Regions from separate parts of the Mus musculus genome. Here regions 2, 3, 4, 5 and 6 are each linked to region 1. The links are chromatin contacts, called in public Hi-C, HiChIP or PLAC-seq, capture Hi-C and promoter capture Hi-C maps. All regions are on one chromosome and are shown on one strand. The core of a region is the stretch at or near the end of the contact, and the rest is flanking DNA. Distances in the headings are between cores, read along the strand shown.

Region 1 (4,868 bases), core at 1,190-3,689:
CAATGGGAGGAGAGCCCTAGGTCCTGTAGGGGAATGCCAGGACCAAGAATGGGAGTGGGTGGGTTGGGGATCAGGGCGAGGAGGGAGGGGCTTTTTGGAGGGGAAACTAGGATGGGGAATAACATTTGAAATGTAAATAAAGAAAATATCTAACAAAAAAAGAGTAAAACTTAGTTGTTAAAAAGGAGGGCGGGGGGCGCTTGTCATGATGACCAAAATACTTGAGCCCACTTCCTTGTCCAAGCCCAAAATCTTACCTAAAGTCTACTTCTTTTGTTGCACCCTAAGATTAAAATTCCTGCCTTACCCCACTTCCCTATTACAACCTAAAGTTAGATTCTCGATGAAACTTACTTCCTTATTATGCCCTAAAGTCAGATTCCTGCCTGAAGGCCATTTCCTTGTCATGCCCAATGTCAGACTCCTGCCAAGTGGCACCCCAAAAGGCTCTCTACAAGCTGCTATGAACATAGCGGAGCATGTGTCCTTGTGGTATGGTGGAGCATCTTTTGGGTATATGCCCAGGAGTGGTATAGCTGGGTCTTGGGGTAGTACTATTTCCAATTTTCTGGGAAACAGCCAGATTGATTTCCAGAGTGGTTGTATAAGTTCGCAACCCCTGCACCACTCGAGGAGTCTTCCTGTTCTCCACATCCTCACCAGCATCTGCTGTCACCTGAGTTTTTTATTTTAGCCATTCTGACTGGTGTGAGGTGGAATCTCAGGGTCGTTTTGATTTGCATTTCCCCAATGACTAAGGATGTTGAACATTTCATTAAGTACTTCTCAGTCACTCAAAGATTCCTTTGTTGAGAATTCTCTGTTTAGTTCTGTACCTCATTTTTAAAAAAATGGGCTATTTGGGTTTTGTTGTTGTTGTTTGGTTGGTTGGTTGGTTTTTTTGTTTTGTTTGGTTTTGGTTTGGTTTTTTTGGAGTCTAACTTCTTGAATTCTTTGTATATTTATATATTTTGGATATTAGCCCACTGTCTGATGAAGAGTTAGTGAAGATCTTTGCCCAGTCTGCCATTTTGTCCCATTGACAATGTCCTTTGCCTTACCAAAAAAAAAAGTTTTGTCCCACATTGCTGGACTTTTTTATCTGTTGATCTTTTGCTTGTATTATGGTTTCTGATTTTGTGTTTTTTATAGAGTTGTCTGTATTTGTGTGCTTCTATGTGTACATATCTCTGTACATTTGTGTTTATTGTGCTTTTCCTTTGTTTTATTTGTTTCATAGTTTTATTTTTAAACTACCTGTCTGTTTTCTAGAGAGAGGAAAAGGGCATGGAATTTCAATGGCGAGAAGGTAGGAGTGATTTGGAAGAAGATGGGGGAAAGAAAGCAGTGATCAGGATATATTATATGGAAAAACATTAAGTTTTATAAAGTATCATTGTATTCTATAAAAGAAAGAAATCTGAGTTAGACAGTTTGAACTAAAACAAAACGATTGGTGATATCCAGAATGAGTCTCTTTCCCGACTGATAAACTGTCCAACAATAAAATATTTATGGTCTTTTAATATATATATTTACATTTTCATGGTCTTCCCCTGAACTCAAAGATAATTACCAGATGACTCTCACTCAGTAGTGACTCACCTTGAAGACATGATCACATTTCTTACCTCTTATAAACGTACTTTAAAGATAAGTTTCAAGTTTAACCTTGCCATCATAAAATAATTCCTCAGTTCACACAGCTGTATCAGTGTATATAGGTAGATATTTATATGAATTACTATGATATGTGTCTTGTCCTAAATACGACCTTAACTTGTTAATAAATATAATATATAAAAAATCCTAATGTACCTAGTAGTCAAAAACAAACAAAACAAAACAAAAACAAAAAATCCACACCAAGGTCCCTTCTGTGTGTATCTCATCAACAATACACCATCCAGCTGTAAGTTAGCTTGAATTATTTACCTTTCTGTTACTCTCTTCTTGTTATTCAAAATACAGTAAATATCACTTCTAATGGAAAACAGAAAAAAAAGAATCACTTGGATTTGGTCGTACTTGGATTTGGATTTTTCACCTGAAGCTGAAGGGAGATGGGCGGACCTGATTGGAGTTAGGGGTGGGCCAGATAGGGGCGGGGCTAGGGGCGGGCAGAGCAGAAGGGCGGGGCTAGGGGCGGGCCGGATGGGGGCGGGACTAGGGGCGGCCCGGGTAGAAGGGCGGGACTAGCGGTGGACCGGCTAAGAGGGTTTGGCTAGGGGCGGGACACCCAGTAGGGCGGGGCCAGAGGTTGACTGGCTGGCGAAGGAGGAACTAGGGGGCTCTCCAGCCAGGTAAAGGACGGGGCGGCAGGCGGGTCCTGCTGGTAAAGCCCGAAGGAAGGGCGGGCCGCCAAGGCGAGGGGCGTGGAGAGGGCGGGGCTTTTCGGCGCGCTGACGTCAGACCAGGCTGCGACGCCGGCGGCCGTCCAGAGCTGAAGCGGCGGAGGTGTGTGTAGCGGAGCCGGGCCTGAGCAGACGCGGGCCGAAGCTCCTGGCTCAGCGGCGGCGGCTCCGGGGCGGGGGCGCCAGCGGCAAAGCCCCCTCCCCGGGGAGGCGGGGCCGGGCCGGCGCCTGGGAACCATGCATCAGAAGCTGCTGAAGAGTGCGCACTACATCGAGCTGGGCAGCTACCAATACTGGCCGGTCCTGGTACCCCGCGGCATCCGCCTCTACACCTATGAACAGATCCCGGTATCCCTCAAAGACAACCCCTACATCACCGACGGCTACCGGGCCTACCTTCCTTCCAGACTGTGTATCAAAAGGTACAGTGGCTGCTCCCTGCGGCGCATCCTCTCCTCTCACGCTTTTTGTCTGCTCTCCCCATCTTTCTCCGCTATTCTCTGTGCGCATCAATTCCTCACCTTTGGGCCCTTTATCTTTTTTCTGCTCTCTCTCCTCCGCGGGCCCTTGATCCACGAAATAACAATGATATTTACAGTGGTCATCGTTCCCTTCTCCATTGGCCCTTTGCTGTTTACAAAGCGCTTTTACATCCTTTTTTCCATTTGGTAATCACTGGGGATATGGGTTGGAATCTTCCCTACTGACAAAGGCCGAACCTTATTTGCTTTGTATACCTGAGCTGTGTTTCTAGGGCAGCTCTGTGGGGATTCAGAAGTGTTGGCCAGCTGAATGTCCATTCAATAGCAGACAGGTCCACATTGTTGTGCATATGTATGTGGGAAGCCCTGATTCATTCAATCATCTACCAAATGCGCATTGAGGCTCTGCTAGCTAATAGGCACTATACCAGTTGCAGAAGGCAGGCATGGTCCTCGTTCCCATGAAGCTGCTGAGGTCTAGCCTGAGTGGCAGACACTAAAGGGATAATTACACTATTACATAATAGTAATTGTGGAAAGTGCTGTGTAGGAGAAACCCTGTAGCAAAGAACTCTGAAAGGGGACAGCCAGACCAACAGAACACCTTAGAAGCCTCCAAACAACATGGGTTTGTTGATTTAGAGCTTTAAAATGAGAGTCTCAGAAGCTTCTGTTTAAAAAGAAAATTTTAAAAATGGCTTTGGTTTTCAGGGTAGTCTTCTGTCAGACCTCACTGTATGTACTAAAGTTTTTGCTCTATCAGAAGCATGGTGCAGCCCTCCAGGTCACTGGAGTGGCCATCTCTGCTTCCCACAGTGTGGGCTGTTGAATTGCCCAACTAGCAGCCACGTGTGCGTTTATTGATCTCTCCAGCACAGTCTTTCCCCATCCCATTTCTTTTTGTACTGCCTTGAAAGGATTTTTGTGGCCTTGTTTGAATGGATGACCAAGTGGATGTCACAATTTGAGTTTTAATTACTGCTTTATCTCCCCAGTGCTTCTGGTACATAATTAAGAAATCAGAGCTAGGCCCTGCTGTGGGGATGGAGGAGACAGGCCAGAAGTGGACTGCTGTGAATATTGTACCCACCCAGCAGTGCTCCTCTGCATTCTGATGTCTTGAGTCCAAATCTGAAGGAGTTGAAACCAGGACTTATAAAACGTTAGATCTTGAGTTGTTGAGTCAGATGCAAGTTCACAAACATGCCTCTTAACTGCTTCAGAAATTTGAGCAAGAGTTAACCTGTTGATTTTGAAGATAAACAAAATTTACGAGTGCCCAGCTTTTCTGACAGTACTACTTTGTCTTTTGTGGGGATAGTCTTCCTACAATGTTGATCTTATCCAAGTTGGACCTTTAGCCTCTCTTCTTCTAACTTTCAAGAGTCTCACAGACAGATTTTACACGTGAAGAGAGGTTTTATATGTCCATCCATTCTACCTGCCTCTGTTCCTGGGAAGGAACATGGATAGAGTATGTTTAGTTAATCAGGTTATACTGGGTTCCATCCAATGAGTGCTGAGGCAACAGGCAGAATGTAGCGCTGCTTGCCAAAACAGCCCTGTAATTAGATGCTTCTAGAGCATTCTGTTAGTTCCTCCCCCAATTGCAGAGAGCCTTTATGTTGATGGTAGGCATGATAAAGTCTGCGTCTCCAGATACACAATATTCTTTATTCTTGATTATGGAGACTTCACCATGTTTTGCCCTCATACAGATAAGGCCGTGAGACCCGAAGGGACTGCTGCACACAGCTAGTTGTACATTCGTGTTCTTCACAACTTCTGATTCAGGGCTTGGGCGTGGGGGGATTGTTCAGTGCTTAAGAGCTTTGGCTGCCCTCCCAGAGGACTTGCCTTCAATTTCCAGCACCTACATGGCAGCTCACAACTGTCTATAACTCCAGTTCCAAGGGACCTGATGCCTTCTAGCTTCTGCAGGTACTGGGCACACATGTGATACACAAACAGACAGACAGTATAGGTAAAACACCCACAAGCAGGAAATAAGAATAATTAAACCTTACCCTGC
Region 2 (4,868 bases), core at 761-3,260, 1.8 Mb before region 1:
CATGTGCAGTGAAACTATTGAAATGGGTATGGTAAGCCCAGAATCAATTTCTATGCCTGTTACCTGAGGGAGGTAAAAGAAATTTAAAATGAAATTAGTGCACATTAGAGGTGATTGGCTAAATCCTCACTTCCCTGTGTGAAGAAGCCAGCAATTGTTCAGCAGGACTGGATTTCGGTTATACACACTGCCACACTCAGTGAGAGGTTGCTGAAGCCCTGACCTCCCCTCTCATCTGTTCTACAAAGTTCACTGGGTAAAAGCTTGGAGTAGTGAGAGAGACACATTCTAAAAGGCAGAGATTGGGGTCCCTGACTCCTTACTGTGGGAGAGTTCCTCACCCCTAGTCAAGGACAACCTCAAGTGTCACCTCCCAGTGGCACCCACATTGTCCCAGCCCTACCTTACTAACCTTCTGGGATATTAACTTTTTTTTCTCACTATGAGTTGATACTTTCTTCCCCATTGTGGATCACAGAATGTTATATGGACCGCATGTGCATAGATTGGCCCAGTACTCTGAGCTTCTCATGGCCAGCTCCATATGACAAGCATGGAGCAAAATCTAAGCTGGAGTGGGTGCTCACAACTTTTTCAGAATATGAGATTTAATAATTTCCTACACTCCTTCCTAGTGAGGATCACAAGTGTTCAGAGATCGAAGCAAACTAGGCAAAGATGGTGCTTGCTTTGCTTCGGGATACAGAAAGAGATAGCTGGCATATGCTGTGAGCAGTGCATCTTTAGGACAGGCAGAGGTTTTAGCCTCTTTTCTTAGTAATAGTCTCTTTCCCAAACTCTCAACTTTGCTATTATTTCGATCCCTGGAGGAGTTTTACAGGTACCTGTTTCTATTAGTTCCCTGCCTCTTCAAACCATCAGATAAGCCACTGAGTTAAAATATGCTTTAGTCCTAATTGCCAGGAGCATAAGAATGATTTTGAATTGTCTTCAAGAGTAATGTGGGGCACATGATGGAACCTTTCTCCATAACTTGATCTACAAAGGGATATCTGAGATGGTGCATCTGTGCGCATGTGTCTGCGCATACGTGTGTGTGTGTGTGTGTGTGTGTGTGTGTGTGTGTGTGTGTGTGCTTGTGTGTGTGGTATGTGTGTTTCTGTGTGTGGTGTGTGTACACAAGTGTGTGCATGTGTGTGTGCATGAGTGTGTGTGGGGTGTGTGTATTGTATTTTGAAGGAAATTTTGGACTCGTATGAAAGCTCATACAAATTAACAGAAACTTAAAAGCAGCATAACATTTTATAACATCTTCAGTTTTCTTTGATGTTTTGTCTTAGGTTGACTTTGGATTCGCTAAGAAGATTGGCTCTGGACAGAAAACGTGGACATTCTGTGGGACTCCAGAGTATGTGGCCCCCGAGGTCATTCTTAACAAAGGACATGACTTCAGTGTGGATTTCTGGTCCCTGGGGATTCTGGTCTATGAGCTCCTAACGGGCAAGTGAGTGTGAACCCACAGCTCAGTCCAGCCTCACTCAGCTCTGTCTTCAGGGCAAAATAATTCACTAATGATAAAAATACAAAATTTAAAATGAATGTTGCTTTTTCCTCTTCATGTTGCTTCAAACACAGGGCTAGGATAAGAAGTTTAAAATAAAAAGGATTCAGAAACCTAAAGCAAAGGAGGATAGCATTCATATAGTTTACCTAAAGTGTCAAGTTTCATTGTTACAGAAACACATTCAGTATGTGAAAGTTTTATGATCCAGAAATAGAAACAATACTTTGGACTTGTTAGAATTTCTTTCCTTTTAAACAAATGATGAAAGCTGTTTTCCTAGTTCAGTAAGACTCATTGATCAATCAAACTAAATTTAGCTAGAGTCTGCCATCTTCCCCAGATGTCATTAACCATAAATGCTAAGAGAAGGCTACAATGCTGAATTTAAAATTTAAATCCCCTGACAGCTCCTTTACAAGGTGCTAATGAACAGAACCAAGACACAGCATGGGCTTCAGCGGTTAAGAGTGGCTTGTCATCTGCAGAGAGATAAAAAGCTGGGACTAATGAATCTGCAGGCCTAAATATTTAACACAGGACAGTGCGCGCGTTCACACACAAACGTGTACACACACACACACACACACACACACACACACACACACACACGCGTGCGCGCGCGCGCGCGCGCGCGCGCGCGTGTACATGCAATACAAGGTAGTCCACATTCGTAATATACTTCACTGCTTACCAAGCACACATACACATAACCTTGTTTAGTTTTCAAACACACATGAGGAAGGTAAGATAGGAATTTTCATTATTATTTTATGATTCAAATGTTTTTGATTATTTTATGATTTAAATTTTACAAGTTAGACAACTAGGTCACAAGACTATCTGCCTGAGATCAGTAACTTGATTCCAGTTCCCCTGGCTCTGTCTGTGACGTACTTTCTGTGACACACGTATGATTTATGACTCTTTATAGCCAACTGTGATCAACATTAGTTTCAGAGACATTTGCACTAAGAATTGTGTAATCAGTCCTACGATGAATCCATTTGGGGCAGTAAATGTCAACATACACATGTTCTTTTTGCAACAATAAGGACCTAAATAGGGATTTGCACGTTCTAAAGATGCAGTCCACCACTGAGCTGTGTTCTACTTAATTGTCTTAAGTGCTGCAAGCCTCAATATTAAATAAAAAATGTGAAAACACCCATGGTTCACATCTTTGTCCACACACACACTGGGGAAACAGATTTGAAAATCTGCATTTTAGCTGAATCATTATTAACAATGTTCAGATAGTCATGATGGAAGAGTGAGATGGAAGGATGGAATTTTCCAGGTAGTCATGGAGAAGAGCAGATTGTTTAAGGTGTGCGAACCCTGTGTTGTTTCCAATATTTATTCCTTCATCTTAGAGATGTCTAAGGGAATGTTACTGGCATGGTGGTTCTTGGAGCTTCTGGAAAATACATGTGGATCTTTGTCACCTGAGAAATGTGTCATGCAGAACAGCAAAATAAATTGGGGAAATAACAGAGGGAGAGAAGGGACAGCAACTTGGAATTGCTAAGGGGGCCTCAAACCATCATAAAGAAGTTAGGGAGATATTTTGCCAGGCATTTTCAGGGCAGAAGAAAGTCCATTTTTAATTCTCTGATCCAGTGTTTCAGGTTGTCAGGGAAAGAACACCATGAGAATCATAACAAGGCTGTAAATATGCTCGTGCATGCATCTCTGTGTATTGAAGATGCCAAACCAATGGCTTTGCCTCTGGCTTCATTTTCTTCACAGTGGAATCAGAGGTTACTTGAAACTCAATGCATTACCTTTGCTCTAAGGCTTTATTATTTTATTTTATTGTGCCAAAGGTGAGGACAGTTGGTTTCCAAGTAGTACAGCCATAGTTGCTAAACAACAGAGTAATTAGGTGTTTTTTAATCTTCAAATTTTAAATGGTGTACTAGCCCAGACATGAAAATGTTTTAGGAATCAAAGTGATAAACAAATTAAAATGTTGCCCCACTTTGGTGGCTACATCTAAACCCCACTAGTCTTTGAAGTATTCTCTTCGGTGCTTTACAGGCCCTGCCTCTCCCTCCTCATCTTACCGTGATAGCCCCATCTCTGTACTCATTTCTGAGTTTTCTCATTTTCCTGATAGTTACATTGAACCAGTCAGTCCTTGACCTCTTTTCCACCTAACACTTACTGCGTCATATCCTCAAGTCCTACAACCATAAACCTTATGAGATGATGAGATGGACCAAGTTAATCTTCCTAGTGTTTCTCTTCAATGTTAGGCCCATAAACCCAATGGCCTGCCTCTCAGGTCCACATGGCTCTGCAACATAGCCAGGGTCCTTTCCCCGGTGACTAGCTGCAGCAACACTGAGTCAGGTGACTTTCCATTGCTGTGACCAAATACCTGAGGTCACTTAGAAGTAAGAAAAGATGTATTCTGGTTCCTTGTTTCAGTCTATGAATCACTGACCCTGTAGATTTGGGAACATGGCACGTTATGACAGAGCATGCGGCAAATGATGTCTGTCACTATGAGGTGGCCAGAACACAAAGAGGAAGAGACGAACATCTCAATATTCCAGTTAAGGTCCTTTCTCCAATGGCCTTTCTTCTGGCCTCATTCCGAAAAGTTCCTGTTACGTCTCCATTATGACACAGCTTGGGGACCGGGGCCTCTGGGGACTAGCCTAGACCCAAATTATAGCACTTGCCTCGTCCCTAGTTTGTCCATCTTAGGGAAAATAGTTCTATTCAGTGGGCACCGTGGCCAGGAATCATTCTTGAATTTCTTTTCTCTCTTCCCCACCACATTCACTACGTTGGCAAATCCTGTTAGTTTTATCATTAGTCTTAGGCCAGGCTATATCACAAAATTCTATAGGCTGGTGACTTTTTTTAAAGCTCATTTATTTCTTGCAGTTTGGGAGGCTGGAAGCCTCAGCAAAAAGTTGAGCTCTAGTGAGGACTCCCTTTTAGTTGTAGACTTATAGGATCCTCGCTAGGAAAAAGATGGCCAGCCAGACTCCTGTCTTAGAAGGTCACCAATCCTATTCATTGATAGGCACACTCTCAACCTAATTAACTTTATAAAATCCCATCACTTCAAGATTATGGTTCCAACATATAAATCTGACAAAGAGACATAATTAGTACAGTCCATGGACTAGATAGAGCCACGTCTCTTTCAATATCTTCAGCACAGCTTCCCACCGCCAGCCTGCCAGCCTCACCCCATACTGGACTTTATTTCTTGTATTAAAAAAGATGACTCAAGTTGCTGTAAGTTCTACCACTGACTCAGATCCATGCCCAGATCTTCACTGTAGCCCACGGGATACACAGGATGCTGTGGTAATCTCTCAGC
Region 3 (4,868 bases), core at 686-3,185, 1.7 Mb before region 1:
AGACTTTTCAATCACCTTTCCTTTAATCCTGAAGGTAATGTACACAAACCCTAGTGCATCCTTAAAGCAGATCAACAGTGAGTGTCCAGAGATTTTGCCCTCACCCTGTTATTATAAACTGTTCGCTTCAGCACAGGAGCTGGCAGGGGTGGGGTGGGGTGGCTTTAAGCCATGAATTTCAGCCTCAAGGATCTGTGTTGAAAAAAATAAACCAAAAAAAAAAAAAAAACCGGGAAGATGAGATTTTCATCGCTGATACTAAGAGGTGTTTACTCTCCACCAGAGGAGGTCTCTTCCCAAGCTAACGCTTCCCAGCTTGGATCTCGCAAGACTTATTTGCCAGATGGGTTAGAAATAATCTAAACACTCACGCACCTGGTTTTGTTTGTGTGTTTGCCACTAGGGGACTATCAAGAAGAACGTGTCAGATATAGCAACCCAAAGGTCGCAGGAGTTAAGAGTGAGTTCTGTGTCTGGAGAAGTGCCTGTTGAGTATGCTTTTCTCTCTCTGGGCCCAGGGTTGGCATAACATGGCATTCACTTCGATCTAAACGCTGCCAAAGCCCGTCGGAGGGAATTTATGCCGAGCAGAGCAATTAAATCATCAGCATAAGATCTCCGTAGGGGTGCCTGGAAGAGGGCTTCTGGACCCTGGGTGTCCTCCCTTGGCCTCTTTCCTGCTGCACCTCTAACTAAGCCTTGCCACTGTCCCAGCTTTTCTTCTGCTTTCCCGTCTCAGTTGGGCTCAAACTAGGCTTATCCGGAACGTCCCTGGAAAATTCCGAGAGGGCAGAGGGGACCAGACGGCAGCATATGAGAAAGGTCCCTACAGTGTACCGCCAGGAGACAGCGGAGTGGAGTGGCACGGCGGGAGGGGCTGTCCTCTGCACCCCGGGGTGGGATGGGCTCCCTCTCCCTCCCACTCACCTGCGGCTGCGGCTCTGAAGCTGCGGACCGTGTTACCACCGCGCAGGGGCTGAGGACCCGGGAGCTGCGAGCCCGGTGTCCGGGTAGCCTGGACTCTACTGCTGCCGCTGTACCTGTCATAGAGCCACAGCATATGCTCCGACACCTTGTCGTGCGGCCTCAGGTCCGGACTCGGGCTACCACCTGTCGCGCGGTCGCTTGGCTCAGTCTCACGGAGTCCCGGGAGGTGCAAGTTTGGTCTCTGTCCCTGTGCCAGGTTCAGGCAGAAGTAACCTAGCCATAGACAGAGCAGCCCGCGCGCCCCGGCCATAGCGAAGTCCTGCTGTCGCACCGCTCTACTTCGGGTCGCCCGCGACACCTCGGAGGCGAAAGGGACGGCGGCAGAGCCGGGGTGGTGCTCCAGCTGCGGAGCGGGACACTGAGAGCCGGGCACAGCTGGAGCGAGGCCGCGAGGGTCGGCAGGTGGGCTCTGGGTGGCAGCCGCGCCCGCTCAGCTCCTCTCGCCGGCCAGCCGGAGGGCGGAAGGTCTGGGCGAGCGCAGCCGAGTTGTCAAGCGCGGGCTCTCCCTTCCGTGCCACCTGAGACTGGGAACACCCGGCCGGGCTGCCGCTATGGGGATCTGGATCTGCGCTCCACCAGCCTGGGACGCGTGCCGGGGCGGGGTGTGCGCTGTCGCAGCCAGCTGAGTTCTCAGAGGACGTGTGGTGTGTGTGTGTGTGTGTGTGTGTGTGTGTGTGTGTGTGTGTGTGTGAAGACAGACAGACAGACAGAGAAAGAGGGAGACAGGGAGACAGAGACACAGAGACAGTGACGAACAGAGAGACAGAGATAGAGAGACTGGTTCTGTTCCTTCTTGTCCTGATCTGATCTGTCCGGTCCGCCTGCAGCGAGTTCTCCCTCTAGCCTCTGGCTCGCCTTCCTAAGGCAGCTGGAGCAAGACTACCTCCAGAAGAGAGAAGCCTGGAGCGAAGTAACCAGGGAGCCAGAACCAGAAGGGTAGGGAGAGACTAGGGAGGGCGCACGGGGAGGGGCAGGTGGCGCTGGCGAGGGGAGGATGGAGGAAGAGTAGGAGGGACTTTTTAAAAAATCTGAGCACAAGTGGCTACATTCCTCCTAGCAAAAAGGCAGAGGCAAGTAGCAGTTTCTTTTCCCTTATTTGTTCTTATTTTATTTTTTGTTTTTTGTTCCCTTTGTTTGTTGTAGAGGTTTTGGCTATTTGCAGTTTGCTTTGTATTCCGCTGATTCCATATAAAATCACCACTATACGAACACCACAGTTGGCTCCTTCCCTGGGACACTTGGAAGGGCCCTGTACCCAGACACCTGCGCTGCCCTCCTACAGCTTATTCTTCATAGAGTTTCTTTTCACATACATCCTCATCTTCTTCGGAGGAGATAAACAAAATGAAATTCCACCCCATGTTTTAAAAAGATAAGCTAACTACCACAAGTCCAGCTCGCACTGTCAGACCTCTCTCAATAGGTTTCCTTGAAGACAGCTGATGTGAGAATGAGTCAGGGCCTTTAGGAAGAACCTGGTGTGCAGACTCGAATATAACTAGTTCTGTTGTCCACGCCATGCCAGCACCCTATGGTGTCAGAGAAACATTAAACTGCTAGCCAGCACTGTTTACTGCAAATAACATATCCTAGGTACTTGTCATCCCCTGTGTCCAGACAGGATTTCACTGTGTAGCCAGGGCTGGCCTTGACCTCAGACCCCTGCTGCTTCAGCCTCTCTAGCACGCGGGATCCAGGCCTATATCACAAATCATGGGCCGTAGGCATTGTGCATTGTTTTCAAAGAACCTTCAAACAAATCCCATGTTGCAGACTAAAAGACTGAGAGAAAAGATGATTCCTAGCAGGTGGCAGAACTGGGCTCCAAACCCAGGGAGCCTGACTTGCCTGACTTCTACTCTAGGATCTCTACATACTTAAGAATGGAACGGACATTTAAATTGGCTTAAGCAGACTATGCCCTTGCCATGGCTCCTGGCAGTAGGACTCTCAGTCAATGTCCCTTTTGGGAAACTGTCCCATCTCTGGTGCATTGACATTTTTGAAAAGAAATAGGTTCGCAGGTCACAATGAGCCTTCAACATTTAGTTTCTCCTTTGTTGGGGAATGATAAACCCTCCTAGAGTTTTGTTGGAGTAATACTAGAAACCAGTACTCAGTGAGTGGCACAGGTCTGGTCTTTAGTAGACTCTCAATCCTTTTATCCCAAATTATCCCAAATGTATCCCAAATGCAGACCATGGTCTCCCCCTCTCAGTCACTTCTCAACCCACTGTTCAGCTGTTTGAATTCTGCCCTTAGTCACCCTGGGAACAGCTCTGCAGATAATGCCATAGACTTCAAGAGTGGTCGAGAGGCTCCAATGAGATCATGTGGGTGAGCTTCGCCTGGCATAGAACACATAATAGCTTTTGTGATTAATAATAAAAACCTAATTGCAAAATTCAATAGGCACTGGAAGGCTAACCCTTTGATTTCCCCTGTGAGCCTTTGTGTTCCCTCCCCTCTCTGCTTTTTCTCAGTTGTGTGAAATGTCCTTGCAGCAGCTTCCTGCTCTGCCTCAAAGCAAAGCCAGATGGAGAAGGAAGTCCTCCACTCCTCCTGCACAACGTGGTCACTGTGACCCATCAGTAGATAGTTTCTCACAGCCAGAGCCCTCAGGATGGAAACTCTATCCTCTTTCTCTCGGTATCTCCAAGGAACTGCTTCCCTCATGCCTTTAACTCTGGTTCATATTTCCACTGCACAATTTGTTGCCCTATAATCTATATGGTTCTTTTAATTTGTACCAAGCCACTGCACGGGGACTGGAAATGCTGCATACCTGCATGCCTTCGCTCCTTCCTAACTGAATAAACCTTCACTTCTCTGTGCTTGTATTTTCTCCATTGCTCAAATAACACACACACACACACACACACACACACACACACTTACACAGAAGGCCCAATATTTGGGGGATTGTACATTGGAAACCAGACCCTAGTCTATATAGCAAGACTAAGACCCTTCCAAAGGAGAGGGAAGACGAAGGGAGGGAGCAAGGGAGGGGATAAGAATGTTGGTGATGGGTGTGTGTGTGTGTGTGTGTGTGTGTGTGTGTGTGTGTGTGTAATATTAACATAGTTCCCAAGATATTTTAATTGCTTAGGGAGAGTTGTCTGAGTTTGAGGAAAATGGCCTGTCAGTATGTTATCAAACTATATCCGTCTTTATACTTTAGTGACCAACTATTAGATTTGAACCAAGCAAAGTAAAGGAGGTGTTCGACGTAGTGGAGTGATCCCTATTAGGGTCTTTCAGCTGTAACTCAGAGACTAGTATCTGGATATGGAAACCATTGAACCAAGTGGTAACACTAGGAGAAATCTAAACCCTAAACTGTTTTATGTCATGTACATAAATGCCCTACCAATGACTGGGCCATAGAGGAAACAGGGAATCCAGGAGTGGTGTGTCTAGAAAAGACAAATAGAGGTGCCCATCTCCTAAGCAACTCTTGAGGGAATTGATTTGAAAGCAAACTGCATTGGAAATGAACTGCTCCCTCATCAGCCCTCCTGAGGCTGCCTCTGTGGGATATGTCAAGACAGCAGGAGTGTGATTTCTGTTGTCAGAGCCATAGAGTCTCAGAGCTAGTCATCGAAATAGTTTCAATGTTGTTAGCATCTTTTGATGCCTGCTCTTCTAAAACAGTAAACAACTAGATCATAGGCTTTCTAATTCTGGTCAGATTCGGGTTTAGCGTTTCTTCATTTACGGAGGGGACTTCAGAGCTCAATACATCACTGGTACAAATACATCTCTGGTCTTGTACCTGATTCCTTTATTGTGTCAGATTGAGCTGTTTTAATTTTGGTTTGTTTAGATGGTTCTTCAAGACAGGGCTTCTCTGTATTGCCCTGGCTGTCCAGGAACTT
Region 4 (4,868 bases), core at 1,143-3,642, 1.5 Mb before region 1:
GATTCTTCCAGTCCATTTTCATTTCACCCCTGTCAACCCTTACCTCCTCCCCCAAATTCCTTTCCCACATTCATGTCTTTTTGTTTTGTCTTGTGACCTACTGAGCTTAACCATCTGACCAACACTTCCTTCACCCATGGCTTAACTGGTACTCCCAGCATCCAGGCTTTCACCATCTATTCTGAGCACTTCAGTCTACCATAAGTCTAGGTTCCAGGCTGCACTTCTACATCCAACAGAGTAAATAAACACAGCCAGGTCATTATCACCTGAGACTTTCTAAGAAGGGTCAAGGATCACAATTCTTTTGAGGTCACTACCTTGCTGAAAATGCCTTTCTGCTAGAAATTTGGGTTTCCTGTTTTCACTGTGGAAACCCCATACCTAATGTCATAATTTTATTCTTTCTCTGATCATTCTTTCTTCTTCCCATTAGCATCTTTCAGCTGGCCACTCCTAAAGGTAAGAGGAGATCATTAAGTTCCAGCCATTCCATGTCTACCTTTAACTAGAAGCCACAATTGTTAAACAGGCATTTGGTGTCTTGTATGGTCAAAAAGGTAGAAAATAAAAGTTGAGTGTTATTTTAACAAGATATTGTGAATGTGGTATAATAGTCAAATATTGTGGGCTGAGATGGAGAAGACGTTCAGTTGCCTATAGAAGAAAGTGTCAAGAGAACTTACATACAAATGGAGATTTGGTCCAGAGGTTGACTCTTGCTGTCAAAAGACAATAGAAAATAAAAGGGAGTGAAGGGCACTGGGGTAGATCTTCAGAGAACATCTAACTAGGAGGTTTTGTAGAAAAAGGCAAGACAGGAAATGCCACTTAGGAGTGGTTTCAGACAGAAATAACCAAAGTACAGTCTCAGTGACCATTGTGATTGTTTTGAAGGAAGACAAACTTCCAGTTCAGACAAGAATGAAATATAAGACACACATTTCCTTCCCTTGTCTTCACAGAGATCACTGGGCATAAATGTGGAAAGCAAACACAGTATACGGTTACCAGAAGAACAACAGGAAGGGAGAGAGGACGGAGAAGAAAAGAAAGGGATGGAATGTGGGCTTAGAGAAGTATTTATTCCCAATCAAAGAGTTAAGGGCAGAGAGTAAGAAGGGCCTTCTGAAGGCTCTGTGTGGGACAAAATGATAGGAAAGTTGGGGTGAGATTGGTCAAAGAGCAGGAGGAAATATAGTACCATCTACCCATATTTGTCCTCACCAAAGAAAGGGAAAAAGACTACCAGGGGACATTAGAAGCTGTGGATGAATCTGCTTTTCTGCAAGATGTAAGCTTAAATTTTTTTCTCAACCCTATTTTTAATAACGGCTCTTAAATGCTCTAACCTCTCTTCTAGCCCACCACCCACCAGAGGTAAAAGAAAAGTTATTAGGATACGGAAGAAGTGGACCTGCTTAGATATTGTTCTTTGGAACAAATCCCATCTGCGTTATCAGGAAATCAGCAGTTGGGCAGTGGCAGCTTGATCCACTCACAAACACTTCACAGACACACCAGCAGTCCAACTCGGTACTGTCAGCATAGCAAACACAAATCAGCAGTGTGGCACAACCTAGCAGAAACAGCTCGGCCTCAGCTGAATTGGAATGAGTCAGCAGAAGAAAACAGACCACCAGGGACACCAGAAGTAGGTTCCCAACTTGCCCATCTTAGCAGAGTGGAGAAAAAAAAAAAGCATTACAAAGCTAGCTATGCAAACAAGCCAAGCCCCTGTCACTGCCCTTTGGATCCTATTTATACTCCCTCTAACCAGCACATGTCCTCCATAGGTCTTGCCTCACCAGGTGTCTTGCCTCAGCAACTAAGTCTGTCTTAGCAAAACCCCAGTGAGTCTGTCTCAGCTGTGTCACTCTGCCAATCAGCCCAAGTCTGCAGGAGCAGCCACAGGAAACCACAGGAACCTCTCAAGAAGCTTTTGGGTGCATTTCTCTTTATGGAGTCACAACAAACGGAGCTCAACAACACATACAACAAACTAACACATACAGGTTATGAGCAAAGAATCCTTCATCCCACCTCCTTTGCTTTAGCAAAACATCCTTTCACCTGTGTCTGCTTCAGGGAAATGCTCCTTCAGGTGTGTATTTAAGCAAAACATCTTTTCGCTTGTGTCCACTTCAGGAAAACACTCCTTCAAGTGTTGGCTCCCACAGAATACCATCCAACACAAATGCCATTCTAGAGAACCCTTGAGTTTCCACTTGACGAAGAGGGTTCACTTGGTTGCCAAGCTGAGCCAGTGTCTCTCTCGTATTCTTGAGCTCACCGGCTCTGCAAGGCTCTGCTTTGAGATTCTCACTTCACTTGCTCACTCACCTGCACTGGAACTAGTCAAGAGCACCCCTTAAGGCAGCTGCTGCTTGTGTCTTTCTTCCACTGCATATGTGGGAGCAGCTACTTGGGGTAGGGATAAAGGAATTGTTTCACATGGTGACTTAATGACCAGTCTTCCACCAACGCCAAAACAAAATGCAGAACAGGAGCAGTAACTTGAAAGCAAATAGGACTTATTCAGTATTGGTGGAGATGGACAAACAGGTTTGTGGGAAAGAGGAGCTGATTAAAACATAGGTAAGTGAATATGAACAAAAAATTAGCAGGGCTTTAGCAGTGTACTAGTAATGAGGAAAGTAAGGGAAAGGGCACCGTGTCTCACGGACTTTGACAAGAGCAAATGACCATCACCCATATCCACAGCCAGAGCTGACAATTTGGGGAGGGTTGCTCATCAAAGAATAAAAATAATTGCTAAGAAAATCTTCAAAGGCAAGAAATCCTCTAGCTTTCACGGGTAATTTCTAGAAATTTCCAAAGCATCTAAGAAGTAACCAGAAATATATCTTAGTGGTCCCAGGGCAACAATATTCTGTCTTATTTAGCATCACACTACAGCCAATTTGTTAAAGCATTAAAAGTATTCAATATTAGCCCAGAAGCATAGAACACCTAAGATACAATTTGCAAAACACAAGAAAATCAAAAAGAGGGAAGGCCAATGGGTGGATACTTCATTCCTCCTTAGAATAGGGAACAAAATACCCATGAAAGGAGTTATGGAGACAAAGTTTGGAGCTAAGAAGAAAGGATGGACTATCCAGAGACTACCCTACCAGGGGATCCATTCCATAATCAGCCACCAAACCATATGGTTTGCATATGCCAGCAAGATTTTGATGAAGGGGCCCTGGTATAGCTGTCTCATATGAGGCTATGTCAGTGCCTGGCAAATACAGAAGTGGATGCTCACAGTCATCTATAAGATGGAACATAGGGCCCCAAATGGAGAAGCTAGAGAAAGTACCCAAGGAACTGAAGGGGTCTGCAACCCTATAGGTGGAACAACAATATGAACTAACCAGTACCCCCAGAGCTTGTGTCTCTAGCTGCATATATAGCAGAAGATGGCCTAGTTGGCCATCACTGTGAAGAGAGGTCCCTTGGTATTGCAAACTTTATATGCCCCAGTACAGGGGAATGCCAGGGCCAAGAAGCGGGAGTGGGTGGGTAGGGGAGCAGGGCGGAGGGAGGGTATAGGGAAATTTCGGGATAGCATTTGAAATTTGAAATGTATATAAAGAAAATATCTAATAATAATACAAAAAGAAACAGAATCTTTAAAAAAAAAGTATTCAATATTAAAACGTAGGTAGCTAAAGGGAAAAGTTACACTTTATTCTCACTGGACCTGAACATCAGTCTTTGCATATTCATATGATGTGGAGCAGTTGGGTGCAGTTGCTCATTCAGAAAGCTGGGAGATCACTAAGACAAGTTCCAGCCACTCCACTCCTACCTCAAATCCAGAAACACCAAGAAACCCTACTCAGTCAGAGTGGAGCAGGGGGTCGGGGTGGGGGTGGGGGACCTGCATCTCAATAAAGGTGGGGGGAGGGGCATGACAAATTCCAAGTTTCTTTGTGATGTCTATGAATAGGTTTTCTAAAAAGAAGCTGGCAGCTTTCCAGCTCTCTTCTCAAGGACCAGTGTTTGTAATTCCAGTGGCTAACACGTAATTACAGTCTCAAGCTTGCTTTGAGAAAAGTGCTGGGCTTTCTTTGTGTCTGGTCTTCTCAACAGCTGTGTCATCAGGCTGGCTGCCTACTCACCGTTTCAAACACTTCAAGAAAATAAAATGGATATCTAGTAAAAGAAAAGAAACATGTTTCCATGCCCTTGGAAGGAGGAGGAATGGTCTCCATTTTGCTCTTCAAGAAGAAAATACTTACGAAGCCAACACAGATGTGGGACCCACTCACACCAGTTCTGTTGTGCGTGTCCCTCTAGCTGGTGCAAGTTTCGTGCACATGAAGTATATGTCCTGGGAAGACACTGGGACCCTTACTCTTCAATGAGTGTTTTCACCAACACTGACCAGGTGCTGATGGGAGATAGTTTACCTTCAAATTTTTTCAAGTTTTTTACTTTACAACAAATAAAAAGAAAGAATCTCTTTCTGCCCCTCATGCTAAAGAGACTGCTCTGCAAAAAAAGGTAGGTTACTGGGAATGATACTGGCATACCTGATAAATTATCACTTATTTGGTGGAAAATACCCACTCAAGAAAATCAGCTTCACTGAAGACTTTATTATTACATACAGACTGCAAGGGTGTTATTTTTAAGATATATTTACAATATATCAATATATGTACACAATATATTGTGTTATACTCAATATATTTATAGACAGCTTTCTTGCCTGGGTTGCTAGATAGAGGCAGAGGGGAAATTCCCAGAATGCGTCTTACTTAAACCTAGGAATGTACCTGCTTTCTTTAGAATAACTTAGGAGAGTAAAGTCAGAATTACACAAATCAATCAGTAAAGGGAAATGTTGACAT
Region 5 (4,868 bases), core at 1,568-4,067, 1.2 Mb before region 1:
CCGGTGACCTCAGGCAAATTACTTAATCTAACTCTGGTTTTGTCCTTATCTGTAAAAGGGGATAGTCATACCTACCTCAGAGAATTGTTGTGAGGATTAAAAGAGATAATGACTTGCTTGGCACCCAGTAGGAACGCAATTGTCCAGAAGCAGCTGGCAGCCCCATGCTCCCTCCGGCATAAAGCGAGTCCTCCTACCTTTCTACTTAAGTAGAAGCTTTGTCCGATGGGTTTTTGCTTTTCATTATCTGCTTTGTGTGGAGAAATGACTAGAGAGAAAAGTGTCTCCTCCAGCTCCCCCCCTCCAGCCCCCCCCCCGCCCCCGGCTGTTTACCTGCCAGCTCTGTTTCCCCTGCTCCCAACCTTTCAGGTCCTTTCCCCTGCAGCTCTGGGATGGGGGAGGAGGAGGTGGCGATGCAGCCCGGGGCAAGTCAGATACCCCCTCTCCAAAGCTCAGCCAGCTCTGCTCAGAGAAGCAGCCTTAATTAGTCATTTGCCTGGCGTAACTCAGCAAATCTCTGTTTGAAGTAGGAGGACCATGACTAGAGTTTGATTTCCCCATTTTCCATACGGTGTCCAAAAGGTAAAAGGGCGGATGCGCTCATAGGCTTCGGGTCTCCGATCTTTTTCCGACCTGCCTTTTCCGCATTTACGGAATTTAGGAGTAAATACCTCCTAGACACAGATGAATTCTGCGTGCCAGCTACCTGTTCAGTGTAGCAAATACTCAGCCAGCTACTGCATTAGGTTTTGGTTTAAAGCCACTCTAAATGATTTATTGTTTTTAAATTATTTACATGGCGTTATTCCTTCCTTGTAAAATGCAGAAGCGCTGTCAGGAGCAACATCGCAGCAAGGTTATGAATGGCAGTACAAGTAAATCAAGGTAATTAGGCTTCACGTTGAAAATACTGACAAGTTCTCCACCAGCCACCACTTCACCGGTGATAATAAAATTTGCATGATTTCCTGACATTATATTCACCACATATTTTCACGGCACGCTCACTGTAATTACCGAGGGCGTGATCTCACACTCCGAGCAAGCAAAACTCTCCCTGAACCCAGCAGGGACTATTACAGATGCTTAGAAATGAAACCACTGGAATTAAGGAGAGAGCTCCCTACATAGCTTTAGGGATCTGCGATGGATCAAACTGAATCTTGACAGCTAAGAAAAATGAGCAATATTCTCTCAACTACTCCTGAAGTAAGACCAGGTCAAATTATAATGAGACAGAGGTATCTCAAAGATAGGGGCTTCGGGTGCTGGGTTTTGTGACAATTGATGCCTGCAATTTGTTTTCTGGTTCTTTGATGTTAAAAGTAAATGTGATTTGTATCCCTGATTGAAAATCATATGTAAACATGGCTGTAAGTTTAAGTTTGAAAAGAAACATTCTCATTCATATATATATATATATATATGAATATGAGATATATATATATATATCTCAGAATGAACAAAAGGATTCAGTGCAATCAAAGGCTCATTGAAGGGTACACACAAGATGTAAGTAACTAAACGAGTGTCCACGATCCATTAGCAGCCTTTCATTTGGTCAAGCTCATCCTCAGGGTCTGAGCATCTCTTGTATGCCAACCATAGACTTTCTGTGTTCCAGTTCAGCTAACCGAATTGACATCTAATTCCTAGTGTGTGTCGTCGTCGTCCCCCCCCACCCCCGTCCCTGTCCTTTCTGAACCTTGCTTCAAAAGCCTCCCTTCCCATAACTGCCTCAATAGAAAAGAGGAAACTAATGTTTTGAATTGTATGTGTTATAGAGTCTCAAGGATAAGCATATTATAGAAATTCAAGCAGAAATGAATACCCGCTATATGGCATTGAAGGAGAAGACAGGAAAAAAAAAAAAAAAAAAAAAAAAAAGACAATCCAGTTTGTAAACTTTGCCTCCAGATCTTGGGATGGACGTCGATCCAGTATTCCAGTCTCAGGTCCAACCTGAAGGAAAACTACACGGTCTGTGGTTCTGCAGTCAAAGCACCTGACTCACTCTGGCTTATACCAGACACCACCTTCATATGAACATAAAGACAGGACACTCTACAGTAAAAAGCCCTTTCAGGAAACCCTTGCGCACCTGAAAGCCTTGCTATGGCTATGATATTTGAGTTAAGAGCACCTTTGGACAGAAAAAAAAAAAATGTTTATTTTCAAGAATTTAGTAACATTCAGTCAGTCCCAAAAAGAAGAATTTTGGGGGTGAATCATCGCCTTCACCACCATAGAATGCAGACGGTCGCATAGCAATAAAAACAATGCTGTTGCGGCACTCAGGGATCTTAGGTGTTGCGCACTCCAGATCTTAGTACTCCCACACCCAGAGGAATCTACTGGTAAACCCTTAAAATAATGGGATTTGTAAAGGATTCCCACACCTCTGACTGGTGCTGGTGGAAGTAAACAACTCCAGTTATTGGAACTGTCTGCTCTGTCTATCCCTCAATGTCAGTCTCTACTTTCTGGGTCTCAGTATGCTGGGGAAGGGGCCCTGTCTGTAATGGAAGGTCTATGAACTTGTAGTAACATATATGCAATCTTTAGAAAAGTGGAGTAAAAGCCAGTTGCAAATAGTTTGTGTTAATTAGCTTAAAGATTACATCAAGCTCTGCGGTAGGTTTGCTCATCTGTAATTATGTCCATTTTTAGAGCAGTAGTAACTTATGAGATTTCTGGAATGTGTTTAGTAATCCACTGTGGAGACTGACTCAGAGTCCTAGAAGAAAGATACCTAGTGTGTCCCATTGCTGTGACCGCGCCTCCACCACTTCTGACTGCACTTTAGCACGAATAGGAACGCATCAAAGGCACACACACACACACAGAGCGCAGTTAGCACAATAGCCATATGAGTCTATCAGACAGATGTGACACATTTCACACTGAATCATGAGTGGTCATAACTTCTGCTAAAAATATGCACGTCTTTGTTCAAGTGACCTTTTGCTTGCCTCCGACTGGATTTTGAAGACAAAACAAGCCATCTTTTGTAGAGTTCAACAGTCTTGCTCATTTTATTGTTGTTGCTGACAATACTGCTCTCTCTCTCTCTCTCTTTTTTTTGTGACTCTTGAAATGTCAGAAATGAGTCTGGCCAAACCTCTTAGAGTCAAGATCAAGTTTTCTGAGTGAATAACTTCTTATTGAATGTGTGTCATGTCATGGAAACATTCAATCTTAAGGTCTCAAGGTCACATCGTAAGGTCACTTCTGAGCACTATTGCCATGATTTTCCTCTGTAGTGAGCTTTTGACTGAGGACTTTAAATAATGATTAATGTGGCACCTAATCAAGGTGTTTACAACCAGTGAGTCCATTTAATGAGGGTCTTAAAATTATGTTATTAATTTCTTGAGAACTTCATACAATGTATTTTGATTGAATTCACACTGTATGCCTCCCCCTAACTTCTCCCGAATCCAATCCCATGTCCTTTCCCCCACCAACTTTGTATCCTCATTTTAAAATCCATTTTGACCCGCCAAATACTCCAAGGTATGGGGGCATCCCTTTGAGTATGATCAACCTACCACGAGCCACGCCCTTGAGGAAATCTGCCCTGCCCAGAGGCCATCAACTGCCCATAGCTCCTCAGGTAGGAACGGAGGCTCGTGAACCCATTCTGACTCCATGCTAGAATGTCTACTGGCTTGGTCTTGTTCAGGCTTTGGACAGACAACCATGGGTACTGCGAGTTTGTGAGGTCAGGGATCCTTTCGTGTCTAGAATATCCTACCTTGCTGCATTCCTCTTCTGTCTCTGGCTCTTACAATCCTTCCATCCCTTCCTTTGAGATGGTCCCTGAACTTTGTAGGGAGAGAGAAATGCGGGTGTCCCATATGTGACTGAGCACAGCACTGACAATTATTTTCAAGATATTTTTCTAAAACCCTAGATTTAGAGAGTGTGGTAGCACTAGCCTATCCCAACTTCCTATGTGTGACTGCGTCTGTACTTTGTCTTGTTCATGGTCGTGTTTATATATATATATATATTCTATGACTCTGTGATTGCTGTCTTCCTCCCACCCATCCCCCCCCCCCTTTTAATTTGGAAAAAAAAGAAAAAAAATTCGTTCTGAGAATGACTGAAAGCATTTTAGAACTGAAATGAACGCTGGTAGAAGAGAGTGACGGAAGGCATATTAGAATGTATCATGTAGTTTGCTCAAGAGACTCAAGATGAAGGTGAAGTTTAATCTAGCAGGAGACTTTAAGGATTTAGTCGATTTTAAATTAGAATCATTGATTCTTGGTACCCAGAGTAGAGTGTTGAAAGACCTCTACTAATTAATGTGCACCAACCAGCAGAGGGGACGAGGAAATACTTGTTATTCTTTATATTCATTCAATTAGCTGGAGTAATTAAGCTAACAAAGTTTTATCAGCATTCTCCCCTCCCCGGAGTAGTCTGTTATTTTATGTTAAATAGATAATACTTAAGTATACTATACTCATAACTTTCTCTTAATCATGTCTGTTTACCAGGTCTTTTCTAAGGGGAGCCTGCAGATACCTGCAGAGTTAGGAGAGGGGAGCAACGCCGCCTTCTCCACAGTCGTATGCACCACGTGAATGGAAAGGTCAGTGTGACATGGACCCAATTTAGAAACTGGCTTGGAGGATAACTAATAGGAAAAAAAAAAATACCAGCTCAAACTTCTAGAGAGTTTTATAAATTATCAGGTCGAACCCCAACAAGATGTCTAGACTTTCCTAGTTAATTCGCAGCAGAACTACTGCAGAGTCAGTGTCTGCTCCTCTCAGTTACAGTGAGTGCATTCAGAACAGAGGGGCTTAGATAAGGAAGAGGCCCAGACAAACACACAAGACAGCAGAGGACCCGTG
Region 6 (4,868 bases), core at 1,408-3,907, 1.1 Mb before region 1:
GTTTCTTCGTTAGATAAATGATCTGTTGATCTGCTCTCGAGTTTCTTCATTTATGTTTCTGAAAAAACCCCTTCTAGCAAGGCCTGTACTGCAGCCACATTTAGCTTCAATGGGCTTTTTTAATGTTCTGCTACCAGAGCTCCCTAGCACTCCAAAGCTACCCCAGGCACAGGAGATCCCAACCTACTGCTAGCTACCTGCTATTGGGGTCTCTCCTGAGCAAGCAAGGGTTATATATACTTGGTGCTCATTCACAGCAACAAAGTAGAGAAAGTTTTTCTACAAGAGCTAAGAAAATTGTTGAGGTCAAGACTAAAGGCTGTCTTGTGGTAGAACTGAACCCTGCAAAATGAGGAGAATGAGCAGAAATATTGAAACAGAAGTAACATCTCCGAGGAGCATCAGAAAATCCACCCTTATCAGAACGGACTATTCCCTTCATACACAAAGACCAAAGTTTCTTTCGAACGTCAAGAGAAGGGGTCCAATGTGGACTATATTGGAAGCCCTGAGACTCAATGGGATGGGAGACCAGGGCCCTCTGTTGTGCATTGCTTCTCCTTCTGCACCTCAGCCGACTGAAGTGTTGCTCTCCAAAGACAAAGCAAGCAGCCGGCAGGCAGGCTTGGAACAGCACCTGTCGGGAAGCTACCACCGGATCTCACTAGCCTGATCCTCTTAACTCAATGAAAGAGACTGGTCGGCCAGCCATCCCACCTGTGCTTGAATTTCCAAACCCTCCCCACAGGCCCCAGCCGACTGTCAGCCCAACAAATAAAGCCCGTGGTTCTTGGAGCTGAGTAAACAAAAGTGTTCTAGTTTCTGGGGACGCTGGTCTAGTGAAGTGCACCCGAGAGCCACCAGGAAGACAAGAGGAGCCAGGTGACTGCGCAGCACTATCTCCTGGCCCCATTTCCGCTCTCCATGGGAGTCTGAGCGGTCCCTGCTGTGGCTTTTATCTGGAGGACTGAGCCCTGCTGGAAACCCGACCTGAACCTAGTGAGAAAACTGCTTGCAGGATTACAGAGACAACTACAGTCCCATGCATGCACACAGCTCCAAACCTCCGCTCACCTCAGCAGCTTAGAGCAGCGAGGGGAGTGCGAGTGATTAACGTGGTGGTCCAGAAAAGCAGATGGAATGGAGAAAACGCGGGTGGGGGTGGAAGCGAAGAGGAAAGGAGAAAGAGAGAACTCAGAAAAATTTCAGGTTGGGTGGTTGATGTTTTTTTTTTTTAAGTTATGCTCAATTTACAACCATTTCCAACCTCATCTGTAATTCTTTTAAAATTAAGAACTTTACTCCATCTGTCCCTGGAAACCAAAGGTTAACATTGTCAGGGTCTCAGCCTACTAAATGTTGTTAAACTCAGCACCGGACTTAGTCATAATACTGTCTGTCCGGTTTTCCAGATCATGTTGCTTTCTTGCAAGCAGAACTTTGCCCTTCCAAAACGCATGTACACGTAAATTCTACGTAGACCTGTGTAGTTGGTGTGCGCGCGCGCTTATGTACGCATGTATGTATCTACATATGTATGTATTCGTGTGAAAGATACCTAAGCATTCGGAGTTACATAGAGATATTAATAAACAAACATAATATGGGATATATAGGATATTTGTAGTTGGAGAATGGAAGTACTCAGATGGGTTCTTTTCATAAACGTAAATTATGTACAGGGAATAGAGATATACTTAACGCTTAAAGAAAAATGCGGTTCTAGTTCATAAGTAGAAAGAAATTGTACCAGGAGAAAGATTGTTACTTCTTTCATTATTATTATTATTTTTTTTTCTTCTCCAGCTAGAGTGGGTGGCTAGTCTTTTCGGCCCGGGCATTCTGGAAAAGAGCTGCCTGTCTCACCTCGGTAACCTCACCTGGGCTTACCCATGCTTACTACCCAAGACAGAAGGGTGCGTCTGCTCGCTCTGAGTAGACGCATCTCCACGAAACCCTACCGGACTCTTTCCAGAACCAGCAGAGTCCCAGACGCTAGGGCTCCTAGAGGTGCCTGTGGCCCAAAGGAATCTTGACCGTCCCTCCCAGAACAGGTTTTGTTGGAGAGTGAGCAACTTACTTAACACACTGGCTTCGTGGGAGCCATTGACTTTGCCATCCGGGTAGATCTGCAGATGGAAACCGATGCCCACTCTGCAGTACAGGCTGCCGGTCCGGCGCCCCGAAGGGCTCCACTGGAAACTGCTATGTTCCGAGCCGCTTCCTTGGCTGCCCGGAGAAGCTGCGACTGGTGAGGAGGCAGAAGACGAAGAAAACGTCGCGCTACTTCTGCCCCGGCTGCCGCTGGAGTCTCCCGGGTTCCTAGGAGGCGCGGGTTGCCCTTCGGGAGTGAGACGCTTCTCCCCGTGAGCCCAAGCGCTGTGGATCAGGTGGCTGCAGAAGATGAGGAAGAGCAAGGACAGGCTCATTCTTCCGGCCGCGGGGGTCCTAAGTGCATCTTGCAGGGCTGGCTCCGGGCTCCGTAGCCCCCGCGCGGCTGCGTGCCTCTGGCGCTGCCTCCCTCGCCGCACAGGGTGGACATAGCCTCGGGGAAGGGAGAGGGAGAGGGGGAGAGAGAGAGGCCACCCGAGCGGATCTCGGCGCTGGCACCGGGATATTTATAACGCCAGTGATCTCACTGCTCCGTGCACGCCTGCGAAGCTTCCCCTCACCCGCCGCTTTGTGTACTCACGGCCGGTACGGGGAGGGAGCGCCGCGGTCCCGGGGGCGGGGGTGTGAAGGAGGAGGGAGATGCGATCCCGGGAGTGGGAGGAGGTGTCTCGCCCTCAGAAGCTGCCCCCGGGACGCTGGCTGCGACCGTGCACGGGTCATGCAACCCAGCGGTTGTCAAGAGCCACCCAGTCACCCCACCCCCTGCCCGAGCCAGCGGCTCCGGAATCGGCTCCGCGCGCGCTGCTCTCCACGCAAGGGGCACGGACGGACGGCAACGTGGGCATGGGTTCCCGTCCTCTGTGGTCACATGTGTCCCAGCCAACTCACTCTTTACCCAGCACCCGCATTCCAGGTTGCTGGCCCCTGCCATCTGGAGCCTGGGAACCACTTTCCGAAGGGAACCAAAAACTGATTGGCAGCAGAACTTGGGAAGGTTTTGGGGTGGCCCAGGGTGGGAGAGAAGACTGGTTTCTCGCTGTTATTGATTTATTAAAGAACTAAGGTGTGCGTTTATTTCTCCACTAGAGAGCCACCCTGAATTGTTATGCCAGGTCTCAGGCTGCCCTCTAAGAAACTCTGTGGATGCACGACGTGTCCAGCTTTTTCTTCAGGAAAACCCATGTCTGTGTTGGAACAGGTGAACGCCCTCGAACATACACACACACACACACACACACACACACACACACACACACCAGACACACTTGAACTCCAGGCAAGGATGAATTGAGTCTGAACACCAGGACTGCCCAGTTGTCCTCTCTGACCCCATGATCCGTTGCCTGGAGGAGTTAGCCAACAGCTCTCTTCAACTTCCATTGACTGGAGGACCGACCCTAATGAATGATTAATGACAGGCCCCTGAATCTCAACCTAGGGAAACCTGAGAAGGAAGAATTTCCCCGTACGTAATGCTGGGGCTGTTATTTATCTGAGAAATATACCTGACTTGCATTCTTGGAATATTTCTGTCTGAAAACATATTTGAAACTTTAAACTACACTATGATATATCACTCATTGGTCACTTAAAATGAAAAGTCAATGAAGCCGCCCAATGGGGTCAACTCGCATCAATCATGCGAGATGTTAAGACATGACTTTATTAATTACTGAGTATCTGCTTCAGGCTTCCTATCTTCATAGTGAAAACCTATAAAACAGATGTAGATTTGTTTTCAGAATTGCAAATCTTCCGTGGATTGGGGACAAGGCAGCTGATAGCCAGTCACCTGATCAACACAGGAAATCGCCAAAGGGAGTAAAAGGAATATCCAACACAAAAGATTGTGACCTGAGGCTCGGTGCCCCTGGTGTGCACCACAGCACAAATCTCTCACAGGACAGCACTGAACTTTGAGAACAACACCAGTTTCCTTCCAAAGGGTCCATTTGAAGAGTCACTTCCGGGGCTGGCGAGATGGCTCAGCGTTTAAGAGCACTGACTGCTCTCCTGAGTTCAAATCCCAGCAACCACCTGGTGGCTCACAACCATCCGCAATGAGATCTGATGCCCTCTTCTGGGGTGTCTGAAGACAGCTACAGTTACAGTGTACTTACATATAACAAATAAGTCTTTTTAAAAATTAGCATGCTGATCTACTGTGTGTGCCTTCTGAAGAGGAAACCCTTAGTCTTACATGGTTTAGGCCACTTTTGGTGTCTCTGGATAACATCAGTAAGACTCTCGAGTGTCACTCAATCCACTGCCTAAGACTAACTTGGGTCACCAGCTCCCATCCTATGGAGTCTATGGAAGGACAGCTGGAGTACCTTCTTCCTTAGGCATCTGATCATCCCCCTGCTGCAGGGTGGGGGAAAGCAGAGGACTCTGGGAGTTTTCTAAAATTGAAACTCAGCCTCTTGACTTTTTACTCTTTGAGCTCCATTTCAGCTGAGGCAGTATCTCTGTGTTACTCTCATCTCTAGTAAGAACCAAGTTGAAGGTCAATTCCTTATCTCAGGGTGACCTAGGAAGGCTACCTACCACCTACTCTGCCTTTAGTCTGTCTCAGTTCAGGGCCTGGCCAGATGAACTTTTTCTGGCATTCGAGAGTTCGGGTGGGGCTCACTAAAAAGAGACAAACCCCAGCTGCTTTGGAGAAAGTGATTAAATTTGGCAAAGCAACTTAGCTCTCTTCTCAGAAGGCAGAAGTGTGTACATGTGCGTCTAAAACCCTGCCCCATTGCTGCATC

What was found. Promoter capture Hi-C pulls out the DNA fragments that hold promoters and counts their contacts. Hi-C and Micro-C count contacts between places; a contact is called where the count stands out from the background. HiChIP or PLAC-seq counts read pairs in DNA pulled down with a chosen protein or histone mark. Capture Hi-C pulls out chosen DNA fragments and counts their contacts.
Region 2: an H3K27ac HiChIP or PLAC-seq map of the NIH/3T3 cell line shows a contact between it and region 1, with 8 times the contacts expected there. The contact joins the enhancer-like site here to the promoter of Paqr3 in region 1. A contact is called at or near these places in 4 of 39 promoter capture datasets (the 3T3-L1 cell line, 3T3-L1-derived adipocytes and hippocampal neurons) and 2 of 115 datasets of contacts at active chromatin or transcription factors (the NIH/3T3 cell line and embryonic fibroblasts).
Region 3: a capture Hi-C map of embryonic stem cells shows a contact between it and region 1, with 8 times the contacts expected there. The contact joins the promoter of Bmp3 here to the promoter of Paqr3 in region 1. A contact is called at or near these places in 14 of 39 promoter capture datasets (the 3T3-L1 cell line, 3T3-L1-derived adipocytes, the C10 cell line and 8 more), 32 of 484 Hi-C or Micro-C datasets (the AtT-20 cell line, B cells, the C10 cell line and 24 more), 7 of 115 datasets of contacts at active chromatin or transcription factors (differentiating embryonic stem cells, embryonic forebrain, embryonic midbrain and 4 more) and 2 of 9 other capture datasets (adipose tissue and embryonic stem cells).
Region 4: a promoter capture Hi-C map of hippocampal neurons shows a contact between it and region 1, with 5 times the contacts expected there. The contact joins the promoter of 1700010H22Rik here to the promoter of Paqr3 in region 1. A contact is called at or near these places in 4 of 39 promoter capture datasets (the 3T3-L1 cell line, the C10 cell line, hippocampal neurons and 1 more).
Region 5: a Hi-C map of the C2C12 cell line shows a contact between it and region 1, with 4 times the contacts expected there. The contact joins the enhancer-like site here to the promoter of Paqr3 in region 1. A contact is called at or near these places in 3 of 39 promoter capture datasets (the C10 cell line, cranial neural crest and maxillary cranial neural crest), 2 of 484 Hi-C or Micro-C datasets (the C2C12 cell line and trophoblast stem cells) and 2 of 115 datasets of contacts at active chromatin or transcription factors (embryonic fibroblasts and embryonic forebrain).
Region 6: a contact with region 1 is called in an H3K4me3 HiChIP or PLAC-seq map of embryonic forebrain, with 9 times the contacts expected there. The contact joins the promoter of Fgf5 here to the promoter of Paqr3 in region 1. A contact is called at or near these places in 12 of 39 promoter capture datasets (the 3T3-L1 cell line, 3T3-L1-derived adipocytes, the C10 cell line and 7 more), 2 of 15 datasets of contacts at CTCF or cohesin (large pre-B cells and pro-B cells), 4 of 484 Hi-C or Micro-C datasets (cochlea, cortical neurons and embryonic stem cells), 10 of 115 datasets of contacts at active chromatin or transcription factors (embryonic forebrain, embryonic midbrain, embryonic stem cells and 3 more) and 1 of 9 other capture datasets (embryonic stem cells).

What each region holds. Positions count from the first base shown.
Region 1 is chr5:97,109,167-97,114,034 of GRCm38.p6, reverse strand. Paqr3 (progestin and adipoQ receptor family member III) reads left to right here and starts at 2,439. Exons shown (of 7, transcript NM_001359910.1): 1 at 2,439-2,776. The coding sequence starts at 2,592.
Region 2 is chr5:98,943,968-98,948,835 of GRCm38.p6, reverse strand. It overlaps Prkg2 (protein kinase, cGMP-dependent, type II), which reads left to right. Exons shown (of 19, transcript NM_008926.4): 15 at 1,302-1,465. Among named protein-coding and RNA genes, the nearest start is that of Gm42123, 55 kb to the right of the region's middle. Within about 2 kb of position 2,010, at least 7 of the 459 cell types and tissues checked have an H3K27ac peak or open chromatin away from gene starts, as enhancers often do.
Region 3 is chr5:98,851,482-98,856,349 of GRCm38.p6, reverse strand. It overlaps Bmp3 (bone morphogenetic protein 3), which reads right to left and starts at 1,935. Exons shown (of 3, transcript NM_173404.5): 1 at 928-1,935. The coding sequence starts at 1,237. Gm34563 (a long non-coding RNA gene) reads left to right here and starts at 1,843. Exons shown (of 3, transcript XR_389376.3): 1 at 1,843-1,923. RefSeq lists a promoter at 1,848-2,711 and a silencer at 3,049-3,553.
Region 4 is chr5:98,566,081-98,570,948 of GRCm38.p6, reverse strand. It overlaps 1700010H22Rik (a long non-coding RNA gene), which reads left to right and starts at 2,392. Exons shown (of 5, transcript XR_003955945.1): 1 at 2,392-4,518. All of the region lies in intron 3 of Cfap299 (cilia and flagella associated protein 299), which reads right to left. Gm42122 (a long non-coding RNA gene) reads right to left here and starts at 3,870. Exons shown (of 3, transcript XR_880449.1): 1 at 3,821-3,870.
Region 5 is chr5:98,288,765-98,293,632 of GRCm38.p6, reverse strand. No RefSeq gene overlaps it. Among named protein-coding and RNA genes, the nearest start is that of Fgf5, 37 kb to the right of the region's middle. Within about 2 kb of position 2,817, at least 12 of the 459 cell types and tissues checked have an H3K27ac peak or open chromatin away from gene starts, as enhancers often do. A contact at or near this core is called in the C2C12 cell line and embryonic fibroblasts, where this site is marked.
Region 6 is chr5:98,251,973-98,256,840 of GRCm38.p6, reverse strand. Fgf5 (fibroblast growth factor 5) reads right to left here and starts at 2,657. Exons shown (of 3, transcript NM_010203.5): 1 at 2,081-2,657. The coding sequence starts at 2,429.